Linked DNA regions of Mus musculus: regions 2, 3 and 4 are each linked to region 1. The links are chromatin contacts, called in public promoter capture Hi-C maps. All regions are on one chromosome and are shown on one strand. The core of a region is the stretch at or near the end of the contact, and the rest is flanking DNA. Distances in the headings are between cores, read along the strand shown. Region 1 holds the start of Usp49 (ubiquitin specific peptidase 49). Region 2 holds the start of A730006G06Rik (RIKEN cDNA A730006G06 gene). Region 3 holds the start of 1700122O11Rik (RIKEN cDNA 1700122O11 gene). Region 4 holds the start of Foxp4 (forkhead box P4).

What was found. Promoter capture Hi-C pulls out the DNA fragments that hold promoters and counts their contacts.
Region 2: a promoter capture Hi-C map of stem cell-derived epiblast-like cells shows a contact between it and region 1, with 3 times the contacts expected there. The contact joins the promoter of A730006G06Rik here to the promoter of Usp49 in region 1. A contact is called at or near these places in 8 of 39 promoter capture datasets (cranial neural crest, embryonic stem cells, frontonasal cranial neural crest and 4 more), 3 of 15 datasets of contacts at CTCF or cohesin (embryonic stem cells, pro-B cells and stem cell-derived epiblast-like cells), 6 of 484 Hi-C or Micro-C datasets (cranial neural crest and embryonic stem cells), 7 of 115 datasets of contacts at active chromatin or transcription factors (embryonic forebrain, embryonic stem cells, forebrain and 3 more) and 1 of 9 other capture datasets (pancreatic islet).
Region 3: a contact with region 1 is called in a promoter capture Hi-C map of stem cell-derived epiblast-like cells, with 4 times the contacts expected there. The contact joins the promoter of 1700122O11Rik here to the promoter of Usp49 in region 1. A contact is called at or near these places in 3 of 39 promoter capture datasets (embryonic stem cells and stem cell-derived epiblast-like cells), 2 of 484 Hi-C or Micro-C datasets (both in embryonic stem cells) and 2 of 115 datasets of contacts at active chromatin or transcription factors (embryonic stem cells and microglia).
Region 4: a contact with region 1 is called in a promoter capture Hi-C map of embryonic stem cells. The contact joins the promoter of Foxp4 here to the promoter of Usp49 in region 1. A contact is called at or near these places in 2 of 39 promoter capture datasets (the C10 cell line and embryonic stem cells), 5 of 484 Hi-C or Micro-C datasets (CD8 T cells, embryonic stem cells and pre-megakaryocyte-erythroid progenitors) and 2 of 115 datasets of contacts at active chromatin or transcription factors (embryonic stem cells and pancreatic cancer cells).

Annotation. Positions count from the first base shown.
Region 1 is chr17:47,629,131-47,632,312 of GRCm38.p6, reverse strand. It overlaps Usp49 (ubiquitin specific peptidase 49), which reads right to left and starts at 1,623. Exons shown (of 7, transcript NM_198421.2): 1 at 1,398-1,623. All of the region lies in intron 3 of Gm20517 (predicted gene 20517), which reads right to left.
Region 2 is chr17:48,088,872-48,092,053 of GRCm38.p6, reverse strand. A730006G06Rik (RIKEN cDNA A730006G06 gene) reads left to right here and starts at 1,676. Exons shown (of 3, transcript NR_110485.1): 1 at 1,676-1,751. 1700067P10Rik (RIKEN cDNA 1700067P10 gene) reads right to left here and starts at 2,412. Exons shown (of 3, transcript NR_160405.1): 1 at 2,363-2,412; 2 at 1,983-2,030; 3 at 1,134-1,819.
Region 3 is chr17:48,036,766-48,039,947 of GRCm38.p6, reverse strand. It overlaps 1700122O11Rik (RIKEN cDNA 1700122O11 gene), which reads left to right and starts at 1,655. Exons shown (of 3, transcript NM_029689.1): 1 at 1,655-1,734; 2 at 2,380-2,533; 3 at 2,667-3,182. The coding sequence starts at 1,677. The coding sequence ends at 3,180.
Region 4 is chr17:47,922,892-47,926,073 of GRCm38.p6, reverse strand. It overlaps Foxp4 (forkhead box P4), which reads left to right and starts at 1,442. Exons shown (of 17, transcript NM_001110825.1): 1 at 1,442-1,868. It overlaps Gm46601 (a long non-coding RNA gene), which reads left to right. Exons shown (of 3, transcript XR_003952247.1): 2 at 41-155; 3 at 260-600.

The DNA.
Region 1 (3,182 bases), core at 374-2,873:
CTGCAGTGCCCCTCTGCAGACACCAGGCATGCCTGTGGTATACAGACATACATGCAGGCAAAGCACCCATACACATAAAATTTAAAAACAATTCAAGAATAGTTTGTACCCCTGTCCCCCCAAAAGAAATTATACTTTACTTTTCACATTATTAAATATGAAGAAAATACTCATTAATTGTCTTAATTAAATATAATCACTTCAGAATGAAAAATCACTAAAGCACACTACCAATAAAGAATAAGTTTAAATTTGTCCCCAAATTCTCATCTTCCCTTTAATTTCCAAAATGGTCTTATAGTGCCAGAGAGATGGCTTATTGGGTAAAAGAGCTTGCTGCCAAGCCTGACTATCTGAGTTCAATCCTCGGTACATAAATGATGCGAAGAAAGAGCCAACTTCCACAAGTTGTCCTCTGACTTCCATAACTGCTCCACATACATACAAATAAATGTAATTATTTTCATTAAAAATGTGCCTTACAAATCAAAGGGTTCTAAAGAATATTAATATGCCCTTCCTATTCACAATCATACAATACAACAGGCAGAGGGACTGCAATCTTATCTTACAGAAGTTTTTTCATAAAAGGTACTCATAAAGCCATTATGCAATCTAAAAGATGAGTTCACAGCTCTAAAACTCTCCTCAGCTCTGCAGTCAACCTTTCTCCATCACTGTCTGAAGATCTGGGGAGAAATTACCCCATGAAAAATGTTCCACACAAAGCTGCAAGCAGCATACGAACTCAACGCCCTTAGAGCAGTGACTTCAGACTCCTGCTCAGTAAACTTCCCTGGTTAGTTATTTCTCTTTCTCTCTCTCTCTCTCTCTCTCTCTCTCTCTCTCTCTCTCTCTCTCTCTCTCCATATTCTTCAGTTGCTGAAAACAATTAGGCAGAAATCTGTCTGATTAATAAAAACCAAATGAACCATGTCTTTCTCTCCCCAACGGTGTACTCTTCAATGAGATGCCCTGGCCCTGGCCAGCGTCGTTAGCTCTAAAACAGCTCCTCCACCCACCCCAACTACCACATCCCACAGGCACATTGTAAATAAACACAATTCATTTACCCTTTAGCACAACATTAGTGAAACCAAGAGGTTTTCAGCACCCAAGGCTGCCAATTTTTCTATCCCACAAGAACAAAATCAAGTAAAAATGGGTCTCATCTTTTCAAAGTGGACATGAAAGTGGATTTTCAGGCGAAAGATGGAAACTGGATCCAAGACTCCTTGAAGAGAGAAAAAGGTTTCTGGAATTTCCTACTATTAGGGACAAAAGGACTCACAAATTCAATACACATTTCTCTTAACAAAGAACTCCTATGCTGCACCCCCATCTGGTCCCCCACTTCTCAGTCTTTTCCCCCTGTTTCTAGGTCCCCTTTCACTCACCATGGTTCCTTATCTTCTGCACCAAAGGCTCTCTACTTCAGATCCTTCACTACAGCGTTTGTGCCCTGCCCCTTCCAGACCTTCTGGGGCACTTCAGGGCAAAACATTCGTTTCCCACTCCTGTGCAGCCCACCCCAGTTCTATACCCACCAGGACTTCCCTAGCTTGCCTTAATCTCCTTTCTCTTTCCCCACTCCCCATTCCATCCTTTAATTCCCAGGGCCCATCTCCTCGGGTTGCCTTTCGGCCAATCTTTTGACTCCACTATCTTTACCTTGCTGAACCTCCTCGACAAGCAATTCTCCAGTTTCCCAGCTCACCATCATTCCTTCCACCCCGCTTCTAGCGTCCTTTCAGCGTTGTTTCTTTTTCTCCCAGAACTGTCCTATTAACGCCCAGCTCTCAGCTCGCTTCCCGTTAGCCCTTCCACTAACGTCCGATTCTTGATTCCACCTGGTTGTGATCCAGGTCTCCTGTCTCCCTCACTTTACAGAATTTACACCCCTCACCAGCTACTGACCCACACCTTGTCGATCCCACCCCAGCGGCTCCCAGCCCTTCAGCTCATCCCCAGCTCTGCACTAGTTCACACCCTTGTCACGTCTGGCTCTTAATCACTCTCCTCCACTCCCAACTACTACCCCGGCTCTGCTCCTTCCTTGTCTTCCACTTGCAACTCTTCTGGCCCTGGCCCAACACCTCCCACCTGCCAAGCCTTGCCTCTTCCAGACCCCTGCTCCTAGCCCTGACCCCGGATCCCTCTTCCCAGCCCCGGGCTTCCTAACCTCATCCCGGGGCCAGCCTGGGTTTCTTTCTCACTCCACTCTCCGGCTTCTAACCCTTTCTCTCCTAATCCTCTTCATCTCCTACTCAGCAAACCCTTCCGTCCCCGCCCCAGCCTGCCTTCCCCTCTCTCCCTTCAAACCTTTCACCTCACAACCCAGACGTCGCCCACCCCGCCAAAACGCAGCGTCCGCGCGCCGGGACTCGCGCCTTCGCTGTCGCCGCCCGCCGTCCCCGCCCCGGGCGCCCGGGGCCCGCCGGCGTCGCGGTCCCGCCCCCTGCCGCCGCTCCTCCCGCCCGCTAGGCGCACGCCGCCTTTGTCGCCCCTCACCGGGTGTGTGAGGGGATTTTTTTTTTTTTCCCTTTCCTTTAAAAGGGGAGGGCCGGCATGCCCGGGCCGCGTGTCCCCGCCTCCGAATATCTGCGCGAACTCCCAGCCACTGCGGCCCCTCACGCCCCCCGGGCCGCCCCCTCGGCCGCTCCGCCGGCCCTCCGCCCCCTTCCCAGCTCCCTCCCCTCTCTATTTACCGCCATCATCAGCACGCGCGAGCTGTCACCCGGGCGCAAGACGAGCAGGCGGACCACGCCCCTTATCGCCCATTGGCCCGCCTGTCAGAGCCCCGCCCCCAGGTCCCGCAATGCGCCAACGGCGCACCTTCCCGGCCGCGACCTGGGGCCCCGCGCCCTTTACGCAGGTTTGTGCCGTGGGCACCAAGTTTCGGGTCAGCGGCTGTGGCGGGCCGGTGTGAGAGGCTAAGACGCGGCGCGGCGCGGCGCGAGTCACCGGCAAAGTTTGGTTGAGGTACGGAAGAAGGTTTCTAGACAAAGAGGCTCTTAAAGGTACAGAGTCTACTGTCTGGCCCTCCTCCTTAAAGGGCCAGGCACTTTTCCGAGCGCCCCACCCCCACCCCTACGATCTGTAAAGGTAAAGGAATTTTGCATACCCTGCGGCTTACCTTCTGCACGTCTCGCTGCTCCAAAGAGGCCTTTCCCACTTCCGGG
Region 2 (3,182 bases), core at 427-2,926, 460 kb before region 1:
CCAGCGTGGGGGGGTCACAGTGGTGAACAAGAGACCTTGTCTCAACGTGGAAGGTGAAAACTGACACCCAAGCTTGTCCTCTGACCTCAATACACATGAAGATGAAGCGTGGTGGTGCCTGGACAGAGCCCAGTTTTACAACAGCCTCAGAACTCAGCAAGGGCCTGAGAAGAAATCATTGAATGGCTCCAACGGAACTGGCCTTTTGCAATTGTACTGGGAAAAACAAGCCAGGCTCAAAAGACAAATATATTGTGTTGTCTCTTATGTGCAGAATATCTCTGTGTGTCTCTCTATATATATGAAGAGTAATCGGGTCACCGTCAGCTACATAACCAGTTCAAGGCCTACCTGGTAAATTAAGTCCTATCCCAAGACAAAGAGGAGTAAGAGGGGGAGGAAAGGAAAGAAGGAAGAAAGGAAAGTAGGAAAGAGGAAGGGAGGGAAGGAGGAAGGAAGGGGGGAAGGGAGAAGGGGAAATGAAAACTTAAAACTTTTACACTGAAATGGTAAAAACACCAAGAAAATGGAAGGATCCAAGTACATCAATACCAATTTGTTGTTTTAGTTACGCAAGGCATCGTCTCAGGGAGGGAGACTTGGTAAAGGGAGTCACACCATGCTAGAGATAGGACTTCTCATAGCCTCATATCATGATGTCAATTTGCCTATACATCCAACAGGCTCAGCAAAATCCCAGTCAGTTTACAAAAAGTGACCTGGAGTGTCCTCATCCATGTCCTGCTGGAAGCTGGGCGCTACAGAAAAATTACCCACTGTGTACCAAGCGGGCAGCCGTGTGAAGAATCAAGGCTGTAGGTCATTCCTAGGATGCTGCTCCGTGCCTGGAATCCCAGCAATTAGGTAGGAAGAGCAGAAGCATCAGTAAGTAGCTCATGGCCAGCCTCATATACCAAATGCCAGGTCAGCCTCGGCTACACGAGGCCCCAACTCAAGGTCGCAGGGGCTGGAGAGGTGACTCTGTAGTTAGGGGTGTTTGCTGCTCTTGCAAAGGACTCCCGGTTCAATTCCCAGCAACTCACAATGGCCTTGAACTCCAATCCTAGGGGTCTGGGATCCTAAGGCCTCCACTGGCACCTTCCCCCATGTAGTACACTTACAGGCACACACATACATGCACAAATAAAAATAAAAATATATTTTGAAAGATACACTGGGATACAGTATTCTGGAAGTCCCAACTGGGTTCACATTGAGGATAAAAATATATTCTCAGTTAAAAATGGACAGTTTTGCGTGTTTACAGTAGACACAGATAAATAGCAATTAATTGAGCAGGCACGTTCATTTTAGTAAAGGTGGCATAGAAGACTTGTTATCTTCCACCAGTGATGTCACCGGAGATACTGCCCTAGGGATGTGAACCCCTTCAACATGGATAAAGGTGCTCAGAGCTTGCCCTGGCAAAGGTTTGGGGAGTGGATGAATAAAGCCCTTGGGCCACACGCTCATAGGCACCAGCTGGCGCAGAGGTACCGGATCCCGCCAAGATAACAGCTGGGACTTGCCCTCAGCTTTTTCCTTCGGAGAGTGGTGGGAGAGCTGAGCTGGAAAGACTGTCTCCTTGGAAACCAGTGTCTTCCTCTCTGATGGCAAGCTGGACGGCCCCCGAGAGACTAGAAGAGGGACTGGATCCGGCCTGGGGTGGAGGACCGCTTTTGTCCGCAAGCTGCAGCCACACAGGCAGACCTTTGAAGCTTGCTCCGTGGAGGGGCAGAGCTCATTCCCAGGTGAGTGGGAGTGCGGGTCGCCCTGGGTCTGGGTCTTCCATCTCAGTCCCTTGTAGAGTCGGGCTTTCCTTTTAAAATGGGTGAACAAAAGAATGAATGAATGAATGAAAGATAGATAGATAGATAGATAGATAGATAGATAGATAGATAGATAGATAGATAGATAGATAGTTGAAAAAAGGAAGGCCTGGGAGAAAGAAAAAAGAATTCCCCAAAATGGGACATTCCAACCTGACTTCGAACTCATTCTCCATCTTTCCCAAGGACATGATCTTCTTTCTGCAATGAAAATAGAGGGGCCGATTCTACAACAAGGTAGATGGCTTGGTTTCCTCTACTGAGAGAATTTGGAGGCTTGGAGGAGAGAGGGGGTGATTCATAACAGCAGCAGTCCTAATGGGTCTCCAGAGAAGGAAGGATGCTGGAGCAGAGATGTCCTATTCCCTCAGGCTGGAGGGTAAAATGCCTCCAACATGTCTTCCAAACATCTCAAGAGGGAGAGCTGCTCAGCCTCACTTGTGCATACAGTCTTTGATGGGAACTGACATGTGACTGAGGGCAAGTCAGAAGAGGTGGCACGAGGGACAGGCTGGACATTTCAAGGACCCTACCTCTAGCACTAGCTTTCTGAGTCCTTGAAAGTCCAAGTGGGAAAGGTTGTGAAGGGCCCCTCTCCCTGCTGTGATGTCACAGGTGATGTCACAGATGGGTGTGTTCATAGGGCCCCTGTGTTACATCGCTGGGTTCCCTAACTTCTCTCTGGAGTCCACAAGGTCCTGCTTCTCCTGGTAGTCCAGTAACTGCATTTGGCCAGGAGGCACAGACTGTAGCTTGACACTGGTTGTGTTCATTGCACAGGGCTGATGTAACCCCAGAATCACCATAAACAGATGGCTTTAACCCTAAATCTGTTCCTCTCACAGCTCAGGAAGTCAGAGGCTGATGGCCTGTGGGACTGGCTTGCCTCCTGTGGCTCTGAGGGAATTCCTTTTTTAGTCCTTTACTCTAGTTGCTGGTGGTAACCAAGGATACTAGACTCTCTGGCTGGTGCTTTGTGATGATGATGAGTTTGGATTTTATTTTACATGTGTGTGCTTGTGGGAGTGTATGTCACATATATGCAGGTGCCCAGGGTGCAGGCTAGAAGAGAGGGATGGGTCCTGGAGCTGGAGTTATAGGCCTGTCTGACACTGCAAGCACACTTAACCACTGAGCTGTCTCTCTAGCCCATGATGGTTTGTTTTCATTACTAATGTGACACAATCCAGAACTACCTTGGAGGCAGGCTTCTGGCCGTATCACTTGAGGGTTTTCTCAACTGTGCTATTAAGATGGGAAGACCCACCCACAGTGGGTGGCACCATTCCCTAGGAAGGGATTTCTGAAGTATGAAAGAATGGAAAGAGCCAACTTAGTCAGACCATGTATGTG
Region 3 (3,182 bases), core at 406-2,905, 410 kb before region 1:
GCAGCAAGGGGCAGCCGCTTTTTATCTTTTATCTTTTACACTGAGACCCAGAGGACAGCTTCTTCAACGTCGCGTAGTAAATTTATCCTAGAGCTCAAGCCCACACGGGTTGCCCAGTTGCCCGGCCGTCAGGACCACTGCAGGGACTGAACAGTAGAAGGCAGAAGCAGGTGGCCCGTGTTTCGCCCTCCGTGGGAGACACTGACTGACTGCAGGCATAGTGACTGCGGGGGAAGACTGCAACTCTCAAAGTCCCCACTTCCTGTCCTTGCCTAGAGGGAGGAGGGGGGAGTCCCAGGCAGGGCCTTGGAAACCCTGACTAATGGGCAGGAGCCTCTGCGGGACTCCGCCCAGAGTTGGTTGCTGTCAGCTTCAGGGAGCTACTGAGAGGGAAAATTACTCACGTGGGAGGGAGGGATTGTTTTTAAGTAGAGGCAGATGGTAGAGAGGTGGGACTCGAAGGAAAGTGCACAACACTTTGTGGCCGGCAATATGTATTATTTGCAATATCTGGGGTCCTACTGTGTGCCAGCCACTCCTTTTCTCTTGCACCATCTACTCTCTCTGCATGAGCTGGAGAGATGGGAACCAACTTGCGTTCCACTTTGCAGATGAAGATAATGGGGCTCTAGGAGATGGAGATGCTTGCCCAGGGTAGCCAGTAAGGAAATCCCAAGCGTTCACTTCACACTTACCTGCAGGCTTCCTTCTTCAGCCTGGATTGTGTTCCTCGGCCTTCTAGGTCATCAAACCCTAGCCCTTTCTTCTCTAAGATTCCCTAGACAGGCAGGCCAGCTGTTGTGCTGGACTTGATCTCTTTACTCTAGCCAATAAAAACAAGGAAGAGAGACAAGAGCCACGAAGGGACACTTGGTATACCCATCCCCTTGCATACTCCCAAGACAACCACACACCTTAAAGTTCCACAGCAGGAACAGAAAGAAGACTGTGAGGTTCCAGGTCAGGGGCATTTCAGCACCAACTGGAGGGCAGAGAGATCTTGCCAGTTCTTCACGTTCCTGCTCAGAAATTAGCCTAAGCTTAGGACTCCAGCTATACTACTGTAGAAATTTAGGCTCTCCATGCCCGCTATTCCAGTATTCAGGGGGCTGAGACTGGAGGATAATGAGTTTGAAACCAGCCTGGGCTAACCAAGAGACTTGTCAAAAGCAAGAACAAAATACCCACATCAGATTCTCCTTCTCCAGTCAAATGTAGTGAGCATCGAAGTTTATCATCAATGTCTAGAAACACTCTCAAGGTCAGGCACAAGGGTATCTGCCCACATACTAATCTTTGAAGGTGGAGACAAACAGGTCGGAAGTAGCAGACTAACTTGGACTACATCATGAGATCTTGTCTCAAAACCAGTCAGGCATTGCTGGTGCTACCTTTAATCCCAGCAGCACCTGACTCTTCAGAGGAGAGGGGTCCCCAGCTGAACTGTGGGCTCTGTGGTATCTCATCCATTCCACAGAGGAGCTGGGGAAATGGAAGGAGAGTTAACATCCCAGAGACCCTAAGGAGCTAGATTTGGTAAAGACATGATGGCTCCTTTGGACTTATGGCTCACAAGGATGATGTCACAATAGGTTTGGAGGTGTGGCTCCTCCCTTTAAGCTAAGATAAAGAAGTTCTTGCTCACATTCCCTTCCCTTCTACTCCGAGTGGATAGGATGGAGTGGCATGGGCATGTCCCGTGGCCTGTCAGCCACTGGCCAAGTGACTTTGGAGGTCTGTCTCATGGACAGACATGAGCAGAAATAATCTCAACCCCAAATCTATACAGAAGTACTGGTTAGAAGTGTGTGTGCGTGCGTGTGTGCGTGTTCCTGTGCATGTGTGTGTGTGTGTGTTCAAGGAAGAAAGCCCCACTATGGCTTAGTAAGGCTCTCTGTAAGCGTCCCTGACGTGCCAGGTACAAACAAAGGTAATGGTAGCCATCGGAGGAGAGAGGGACTGAGGGGACTGATTCAAAGCATCTGTCAAAGTGATGAATGGTCCAGGCTTGGGCCTTGAGTCACCTAACTGGTAGAGTTTTTGTCAGGCAGAGGGGACTGAGAGCCAGGTGTAGCCTCACAAATCTGTGATCCAGCACTTGGAAGACTGCATCAGTCAGGGGAATTGAGAGTTTGAAGCCAGCTTGGACTACATAGTGAGACACTGCCTCAGAAAAAAAAAAAAAGCTAGGGGGGTTTGTCACTATATTCTAAGTGGCAAGATTGCCATCCAAATAGTCCAGCGTTGGTAGGCCTAAGGCCTAAATCTGGGGTGAGAGTGTGAGCTAGGGAAGGAATTTGGTTCTTCCCCAACCCTGAATCTGTCAATCCTGGATTCTCTTGATATGAGGTTCCTACCATCCCCCCCCCTTTTTTTAAGAGGAAAGATGGGTGAATTCTATCTTCAGTCCTATGTCCAAGATCTCATCATTGGAAGATATTTGGAACAAAATAAAACTTGAGGAAGAGGAGGAAGAAGAAGAAACAGGGAAGGAGAATGTAGACCAAGAGCAAGAGAAAGAAGAACAAAACAGGTGTGTTGAGACACAGCGCCTTCCTTCTTCCTCCTGTCCCTCCCGGCTCTGGAGAGCCTCACTCTATGACCATATCGGTCCGCTGCCCCTCTATCTCCACTCCCTGACTCCACTCTTCCTTCCTTTTGCTCAGGATCAAGGCCCTTCTTGGAGTACCCAAGCAGAACTCAGTGTGGGGCCTGATGGCTTGGCCCAGGCCCTCCCCAGAGCAAGCCCAGTGGTGGGAAGATTTCTCCCTGCCCTCACTCCGTGGAACCTGCCTCTGCGGCTGCAGATTGAGCTCAAAGATGAGGCTCCACCCCCTACCCTCCATGACTTCCTGCCCCACCCCTAAAACCTTGCCCTCATTGGGATCTAGAGAAGAGTCTAGCTGGCTAAGAAACCAGCCTCTGATGGAGCCTCTATCAGCGTCCAGATTGAAGATGCCCAAAGCAGTTCCCAGACTTCCACCCAAGGTCTCCCCTAAGAGATCTACTATGCCCAAGACAGGGCAACAGCAGACCGCAATGTCAATGTGGCCTCCGGTTATTATCAACCCTCCCTCCAAGAGCTCTGCTCTTAAGGGACAACACACACCCTCTGCCAAAGAGGTCACCCACACCCCAGGTGCCTGGGGCAACCCTTTGCCTCATCTTCCTTCAAAATAAAT
Region 4 (3,182 bases), core at 193-2,692, 290 kb before region 1:
GCCCTATCCAGCTTGACATCTGTGTGTCTCCAAATTTCAGCAGGGTCTATGTTTGCCCTCTTTGTGTCTGTCCACTTGCGCAAACAGAGATGCTTCAGAGCTGGGTTGTAACTACCACCTTTCAGCTCCTGGCCCACGGAAAAGGGGCAGAATAGGTGAGCAGAAATTGCTTAAGCTGTTATCTCAGAAACCCGTTTTTGTTGTTGTTGTTGTGTTTTTTTTTTTTTTAAGAGTTTTCTCCAAAATATGTTATCCCCAGGAAACCAGGCCCAGTCCTTACCCAGTTCATCCTCCATGGGGTCTGCCTGCCCTTGGTCACCTGCCTCAAGGTAACCCGAAGCCAACAGGGTCTCCCAGAGTCACTGCCTTCCTGTGCTCAACCCATAACTTCTCTGGGCAGGGTGGGCCAAACACGGAGGGTCCCTGAGGCGTGCCCCTCACCTCTTCACACACCCGAAAGGGAAGATGTTTGGGTAGAGAGTGGGAGGATTTTTTTTCTCTCTCTCTCAGTTCTCCACCAGTCTGAGCCTGGCTCCTGCTACCCAATTTAGTCCTCCCCCTCGGAACCTGGGCCTTTCCGTGCCCGGACTTCCCCCTCCCAACCCAAACACACACCAGCGTCCCCAACCCCACCCCCACCCCCATCCTCACGGTCCCCCTGGGCACAAGCGGTATTCAGGGACGCCAAGTTTTGTTTACAATCTAATTTGTTCAGATAATTGCCTCGACTTTGCTCTGTGCTTGGCCCGCGTGGATCCAGCCTGAAGCCCTTTCTCCATCGGTTCTCACAGCACTTTATAGGAAATTCCCCTTTGCAGACCGAGGCGGCAGCGCGTGCGCGCCGGGATGGGAGAAAAGACTGTTCACAAAGCCCAGAAAGAGCCTCCCCAGCCCCAGCCCCCACACAGTGGGGAGTCAGAGGGAGGCGCGGCAGGGCCCGCGCTGGACGTCGGCTTCGGACTGGGGGGGGGGGGGTCCTGACCACTCCCCGCGCCAGGCGCAGCCCGCCCGAAACCAGTGAACCGTGTGCCAGCAGGACTTGGCCGTACCTCCAGGTTCCAGGAAAAGGCCAGAGTTAATAAAGCCTCCCATCGGATGGGTCCCCAGTCCACTGTGAAACTCTACGGCCTATCGACTTTGGCAGATCGGTAGCCCCACGTCCCCATTTTTTCCTTCCCCAAAGTTTGGTCCACGTGGTCCTCTTCGGCTTGCCGCTGGCCGCCTCTCAGGGGGAAAAGTGGCTGCACCTGCTTTAGGCGAATTATGGTAGCACTAGAAGTTAGTCTCCCCTCCCTCCGCCGCTCGCTCGTTCGCTCCCTCCTCCCTGTCGCTCGGCGCGCTCCCTCCTTCCCTCCACCCCTCCGGTCCCCCCGCCCGGTGTGCCCCGCCCGCGCGCCGATCGCTCGCAGCCACTCGCAGCCGGGGCTCAGTCGCAGCCCCTCGGAGTCCGGAGCCGGTCGCCCCTACGGACCGGACAGTGCCACCAGCTGCCGGGACGGAGCCCCCCAACACGCGATCAGGGCGCGGCGCAGGCGGCCGCGGCGCGGCGGGGAGGAGCCCGGGCCGGAACCAGGGCTGGGCCGGGGGCGGGGACGCCGGGGTCCCGGAGCCCCGGAGCCGGAGCGAGCTCAGGAGCGTCGCCGGAGCCCGGGGAAGGACGATCGGAAGCTGGAGAGAGCCAAGCCATCCTCCAAAGTGCGATGCCCCCAAGGGGCTAAGGCGCGCGGCGATCGGCGCTAGAAAGATCGCTTCGGAGCGCAGGGGCAGCCCCGGCGAGTGGCGGCGGGCCCGGGCTGCGACCCGAGCGAGCCCCATGCCCCGTGCGGGCTGACGGGCCGGAGCCCGCACTGAGCGGCCGGGCCGGACAGGTAGGTGGCCGATTCAGGGACCCCAGGGATCCGGGTGGGGGCTGGGCCGGGGACTCGTCCAACTCCCTAGCTCGCTCACTCTCTCGCCTGCTCCCCGGCTCACTTTGTGTTTGCAAACTGCCCGCCCGAGGCGCGTCGGCCGCCGGAGGAGCCCGGCCCCGGGCCGGAGCACTTTGTTCCAGCTGGGCCGGCCGCGGAGCACTGACCCTGGTGAGTTGAGAGACCCTGCCCCCGGCCCGGGCCCCCAGCCGATCGGAGCTGTCTGGGGAACAGGTGGGGGCTGAGGCGCGGGGCTGGGGGGCAGCGGGAAGCTGGCCGGGGCGGAGGGGGGGCGGCTTGGAGAAGCCACTGAGGCCCGCCCTGCCCCAAGAATCTGGGCTCCGCCCCCTCCTGGCCTCGCTGCTGGGAATGGGGTGTTAGGGGGCGCGACCCCCCCTCCCGGAGTGAGACAAAGAATACTTCCCGGCCCGGACTTTCCTGAGCCGGGAAGGGAAGTGGTGAACTGGGATCCCCCCAAGTCCAGTCTGCACGGGACTCCCCAGGACAAACAGAAAGACTTGAGTCTGTGTGTGTGTGTTGGTGTGTGTGTTGGGGGGGGCAACAATCTCAAACACCTCATCGCCTTGGTTTGTGGAGGTCACACTTCGAAAGTGCTGAGACTAGTCAACCTCCCCCCCCACTCCCGCATCTCTTAATCAGATCTGAGATAAAGCGGAAAACTTCTTGGGGACTTGAGAGAGACTGGTAATGGCCCCTGTGATTTATTTATTTATTTATTTATTTATTTATTTACGTGCGCCGGAGCTGATCGGTGGGGAACTAATCTAGTGGATACCCTCCTCATTCGGACAGAGCTCCTGCGGGGTAGTGTGAGGTTTGAGAGTGAGGGAATAAGGTAACGGAGAGTGGGCCCAAGGCCACCAGAGATGAAGCTGCCGGAGTGAGCAGTGGAGTCCATTCCCCCAGACTGAAGACTCTGGTGACTCGTGAGACAGTCTCCCCAGCGTCCCTCTGGCCCGCGGCCATCCTCCGCGGCGCTCAAATCTTGCACTTTGCTTCTCCGTAAAACTTGTACTTCTTGAGCTTCACTGGAGGAGAACCTGGTGGCACCCGGTGGTGAGGTGTCCTGGGAGACCCGGGGCCGTGGCCACCTGTGTGAAGGAACGTGTGATTTCGTGGGACGCGGATTCTGAGGCAAAGGCTCTAACCATCACAGATTGACCTCCTCCCACCCCCCACCCCCCACCACCCCACCCCGAAACTGAAGCGACCTCGTGAACACTCTGCTATTGCATCCGGCGACTCTGTAGGTTG